Linked DNA regions of Mus musculus: region 2 is linked to region 1. Evidence: chromatin contacts called from public promoter capture Hi-C data. All regions are on one chromosome and are shown on one strand. The core of a region is the stretch at or near the end of the contact, and the rest is flanking DNA. Distances in the headings are between cores, read along the strand shown. Region 1 holds the start of Adprhl1 (ADP-ribosylhydrolase like 1). Region 2 overlaps Tfdp1 (transcription factor Dp 1).

Region 1 (2,700 bases), core at 184-2,683:
TTAAATGTTCAGTGCAGTTCATACTTGATGCTCTGTGGGCGCAGAAGTCAACTTCCCAGCTTCTTTTGCTGTGCCTAGCATCCTGTAACAGAAGGGGCTCTGTGAATGTCAGGTAGACAGACTAGTGAGGCAGCCTTATCTTGTGTGTGATTTTGACCGAATAGTGTAGAAGTGGTTTCCAAACATCCACAACAAAGCCTCTCCCAAGAGTCCTTGGACCTCACTCCTTGAGCCAGGTCACACTTGTCCATAAGTTGGTACACCGTAAGTGGGAGCTGGCTCCTGCTGGCTTCTGCTGTTTGTCTGTCTGGATGGGAGCTATGTACCTTCTGGATTTGTGGGACTGCTTCAGACTGAGAGTTGGGCCAGCAGGAAGGGCGTCTTGTTACACACTAAAGTTCTTTCCAATTGTATTCTAAGTCCAAGTGATGCACTGCCAATTCTGGGTGACAGATTTACGTCACAAGAGGGCCAGCAATGTCTGAGGCTGCAAGGTTTGTGCTTGAGACAGGGTATAGGGAGGTGGTTGACCTAGGTCATTTCAAACCAAGAAGCCTGGCTTTATAAAGTGCACCTATCCATCCTCATTATTTAATAATTCCATGAGCAGGCAGTGATGTTTACAACAAGTGAAGTTTGTTTGTATAGACACGCATCACTAAAGGTTAGCACTGGAGCCCCTTACTGGACACTAAGTTGTGAGAGAACACTTTTTCACAGGAGCTGGGAGTTCTCGTTCTTGTAAGGTTTTCTCTCATGTCATGGTTTTAATGGAACTGAGGATCAGACCAAGGGCCTTGTATACATTAGGTAACATTGCTCTGTCGGGTCTACTGCAGCCCACAGCCCTCAATTTTATAATAAGGGATGGGTTTTGTTTGTTTTTTGTTGTTGGTTTTTTTTTTGTTTTGTTTTTTTTGTTTTGTTTTTGAGGCAGGGTTCCTCTGTGTAGCCCTGGCTGTCCTGGAACTCACTCTGTAGACCTGGTTGGCCTCAAACTCAGGGATCCACCTGCCCCTGCCTCCTGAATGCTGAATGCTGAAACTAGAGGCGTGTATCACCACTGCCCAGCCAGAAAAGTTTTCTAAAAGCATAAAACTACAATGGGTGGGCCTCAGTTTTATGCTGAGTGAAAGAGGGCAGACAAGAAGGGGCAAAAGGAGTGTGTCTGTCTGAAGGTAGGGCAGAGCAGATGGTCAAGGAACCGGGATGGAGCAGTATGTTCTCATTGTGGTATGTCGCTCTGCCAGCAGGGGGCACAACTCACCAAGGTGCTGACAGAGTAGCACAGCTCACGGGCTCTGAGCTGGGCTGAGCTGGCTGGGTGTACACTGGTGCCAGCAGACTCCTTTGCTGGAGAGCCAGCGTGTCCCAAACAGCTCCCACGTGGTGAGCTCTGAGCCTTTATCTCATTGGTGCCACCTGCCAAGGCAGGGAAGGAACGCCTGGTCATTTGGAGAGTGCTGGATGGTGATACAATGACCAGTATAAATGTCAGCGGGGCTGGCTAAGGGTGGCCAGGAGAGGACAAAGGCAACCGCAGGGTAAGAGGGGTCACCTTCCAAGATGGAGAAGTTCAAGGCTGCAATGCTGTTGGGGAGTGTTGGAGATGCCCTCGGCTATGGAAACATCTGCAGGGAGAACAGCGTTTTAGGCTCAATCCAGGAGGAGCTGCAAAAGACAGGGGGGCTGGACAGCCTTGTGCTCTCACCTGGGAGGTGGCCAGTGAGCGACAACACCATCATGCACATGGCGACTGCTGAAGCCCTGACCACAGGTAGGACTGACTGGCGTATTCGTGGCTCCAAGTGTGCTGGGGTAGAAAGACAGGCCACCTGGGTTGATAGCAAACCAGTACCAAGAACCCTGAAGGTGGTGTCTTAGAGCCCTGTGTTACCTGACACTGTTGCTGAAGGCAGGGATTTAATATTCCCCCAAGACCTGGAGCCTGAGAGGCAGCGGGCAGGTCATGTTTCTCCTGAGTGTCTTTAGGGGACAGCAGCCCTTGGCAGATAATTAAGCTCCTGGTTCTGAACAGTGTTCGCTTGTCTCTGTGTTAGGTGAGCAACCCTCTAGGAGCTGCTCTGCAGGGCGGGGCAGGGGTGGGGGAGACAAAGCACAGACAGACATAGGTGCACTGCAGAGGCTGAGCATCTTATTCTAAGTCTATAAAGAAGAGCTTGAAATGTGGGCCCACTGAGATAACATTGTTTGGGGGTGGCATCTCCGATCCAAATAATTAAGGTTGAGCTGTCTGTCCGAGCGATCCAGTTTGGGCGTAATTTATGAGTAAATTGTCTAAGGAAGAGTTTTGGACATGGAAGAACAAAGCTTGTTTCCTAAGGAGCTAAAATCAACAAAATGTTACCTGGATTTCAGAGACGCGCCCATATACAAGCGCCGTGTGTCTTTTCTCGACACAGTGTGATGGTAATACCCTGCAGGTCTGGCATGCCATCGTTGCAAAACTGAGGCCTGAGGCCAGCAGTTGAGCCAACAGACCCCACATACGCATTCCCTGCTCTGTCCGTCTGTCGTGAGCACGCCCAGCTTAGTTCTGTGGTCACTGTATAGGAATGCCACCAATGCCGTGTCTCTAAATAGAGCAGACACACATTGATAAGATATGGTGTCACAGCTTGTTGAAAATGGTGAAGCATCTTTCTGAGTGTACCTCATGATGAAACGCAGGTATTTATG
Region 2 (2,700 bases), core at 41-2,540, 100 kb before region 1:
ACAGAACATACAAGCGAGCTGTCGGAAGCTTCTGGGGACCATGGCAGGGCCATGTGTGGGCGTGGCCAGGCTGGAAGGCTGAACAAAGTCACGTGGCAACACAGTTACAGACGGAAGCACCAGGATGCTAAGAGTGAGTGAGATTCTGTAAGGCCAGGCAGGTAAGGACAAGAGGTTAAAGGCAGGTTGGCAAAGTAAGGAACTAAATAAATCCAGACATGTAAACCCAAGTTTAAAGCTATGAATTAAGATAACACCAGGAAAACCTAAGATACTGGTTGGGTGGGTAAGGCCAGTAGGCAGGGCCTGGTGAAGCCACAGGGCTCAGGGAGGGGTTTAATGCAAGAAATGAGCAGGGCTGAGACTTGGTGGCTGCGTGAGCCCAGTGGGTAGAGCTGTATGAGGTAATCCAGGTGGAGAAGAACCCAGTGTAGGCTGATGGGGACACAGCAGCCCACAGCTGACAGGCCTGCGCTTCAGTGTTAGCACAGCTGCTTCCAGCCATGTTCACGGTCTCAGGCTCCAACTCCGGCACTACCGAAACGAAAAAGCAAACACTTAAAAAACCATTCTAGGTACAAGGGACAAATTGAGAGGACCAGGTTGGGAAGCCAGTAGAGTAAATCTAGGAGATTAGAAACACAGCAGGCAGGTAAGGTCCCCTAGCCCAGGGCAAAAGGAAGATTAGGATGGGCGGGCATGAAGTTACAGCAGGATGGGTGAGACCTGCAGGCGCAATGATAGAAAAACGAGGCCTTGTCTGTAGGTCCACATCACAAGAGGCAGGAAAGAAAGAACAGTAGGCAGGCTAAGATGTCTACAGTCAATGAGTAAAACCAGGGAAATGCCAGAGGTTGAGGCCACAGAGGTTAGGGCCAGGTGGGCACAGCCAGGTGGGTAAACCAGGATGTTAAGACTGAGCAAAGAAGACCAACAGATGGGTACAGCCCGGCATGAAACTGCAGGGAAATCTGTGCTATGAACAAGAAGTTCTGAAGCTGAATGCCAAAGCCAACCACATTAGGCAGGCTAAACAGACGCAGGCTGGGGCTAACACCAGGTGGGCCAGGCCAGCAGGAAAAGAACGGCTCGGAGGCAAAGGCCAAGCCCCCAGGGCCAGTGAGTCAGCCCAGGTAGATACAGCCTGGAGATTTGGAACAGGTCTAGTGACCCTGAGTCCCAGTTTTAGCAATTATAACAATTATAGCTCAAAGCAGTGTTCACTTCCCAGGCTCCATCAGCACCACGGGCTTAGGAGGGGGTGGGGCTCCTGGTACAGTCACCACACATTATTCCTATCTCAGCCTCTATGTGTCACCACTGGCTGGATCTGAACAAGTAGGATCATTCTGTCACCTACTGACTATACCACCCAACCCCCCCTTCATCCCCCCCCACAGCTTTTGTTCTACAGAGAGCTGCAGAGCAAAGTCAGCAAGCTACTTCTTTGCAAGTATCCTTCCTGACCACTGGCTTGCCCACCCATGCAGTGCAGGGCAGAGTACCCTGGGGTGAGCCTGGGAGAGCAGCAGCCTTTGCTGTCACTGGCAGAAAAGGCAAATGCGGACACTCTGGACCGAATCACCTCTCCTTGTCCATCAGGGAGTCCACCACACAGGAGTACTGCCTAGGAATACAGCAGCTAACAGACAACCCAGTGCTGGGATTCAGCCCTGCGCCATGTTTGTGTCTGTAAGTTTCATTATATTACCACTCACAGAAACCAGTCTGACATCCACCACAGTACAGATCATCCCGAGGTAAAGGAAGGCAGGGTGGACAGGCGCCCTAGCCAGTCCCTCAGCCGCCCTGCGCTCCTCCTCCTCCCAGGCCACACCCAGCCTTGACACGGGGCCTACCATCCCATCGCAGCTGTGGATGCTGCCTCACTGGAGGGAGAGACGACACTCGAGAGACACAGATGGTCCACTTAACATCCACCTGACCCAATAGGGTCGCTCCCTCAAAATCAGTCCTCCTTCCTTAAACAGGCCTCATAGAGCTCACTGGCCAGGAGCAGCCAGCAGAACCTGTGCAGGGTCAGACACGTAGTGAACAGGCAGATTTTTTCCACAAGTCTCAGTGTGGCGCCTGATGGTTCAAAGGTAATCGTGAAGCAATGGACCAAGATGAAGGAAAGAGGAAGCCATGAAGCCAGGGAGGACTGCCCAACTTAAGTCTGTCCCCCACCATCCATCCATGTCTGCAAACAAGGGTAACTATATCCCCCGAACCCCAAGTAAGCACCCCCACGAAAGCTGTTCTGCTTAGCTGTATCCCACAGGGTCCCCTGTATAGCTCCCAGGAGGGGCTATCCTTTACTACAGTGAGCTCAACAACACCCCGACTACTTCTCACTACCTGCCAGTTGTACCTCCCAGCATGACAAACAAAGTATCTCTAGATTGCAAAACTGCCCTCAGTTGAGGACTGCTGGCTTTTGGGCATGATTTCATGACAATGCTTTGAACAGATCTGTTTTCCAGAGCCAGCAGTAAATACACAGCTTTATCCTCGGCCCCTTTTCAAGTAGGGGCCTGAGATCAATAGATAAAATCCTACCCAAGGGGGCTGGAGAGATGGCACAGTGGTTAAGAGCACTGGCTGCTCTTCCAGAGGTCCTGAGTTCAATTCCCAGCAACCACATGGTGGCTCACAACCATCTGTAATGCAAACTGATGTGTCTGAAGACAGCTACAG

What was found. Promoter capture Hi-C pulls out the DNA fragments that hold promoters and counts their contacts.
Region 2: a promoter capture Hi-C map of hippocampal neurons shows a contact between it and region 1, with 1.8 times the contacts expected there. The contact joins the enhancer-like site here to the promoter of Adprhl1 in region 1. A contact is called at or near these places in 3 of 39 promoter capture datasets (hippocampal neurons, liver and pre-B cells).

The regions. Positions count from the first base shown.
Region 1 is chr8:13,252,895-13,255,594 of GRCm38.p6, reverse strand. Adprhl1 (ADP-ribosylhydrolase like 1) reads left to right here and starts at 1,433. Exons shown (of 7, transcript NM_172750.4): 1 at 1,433-1,777. The coding sequence starts at 1,567.
Region 2 is chr8:13,353,796-13,356,495 of GRCm38.p6, reverse strand. The region is part of intron 2 of Tfdp1 (transcription factor Dp 1); the gene reads right to left. Among named protein-coding and RNA genes, the nearest start is that of Tfdp1, 16 kb to the right of the region's middle. Within about 2 kb of position 1,290, at least 59 of the 459 cell types and tissues checked have an H3K27ac peak or open chromatin away from gene starts, as enhancers often do. A contact at or near this core is called in hippocampal neurons, where this site is marked.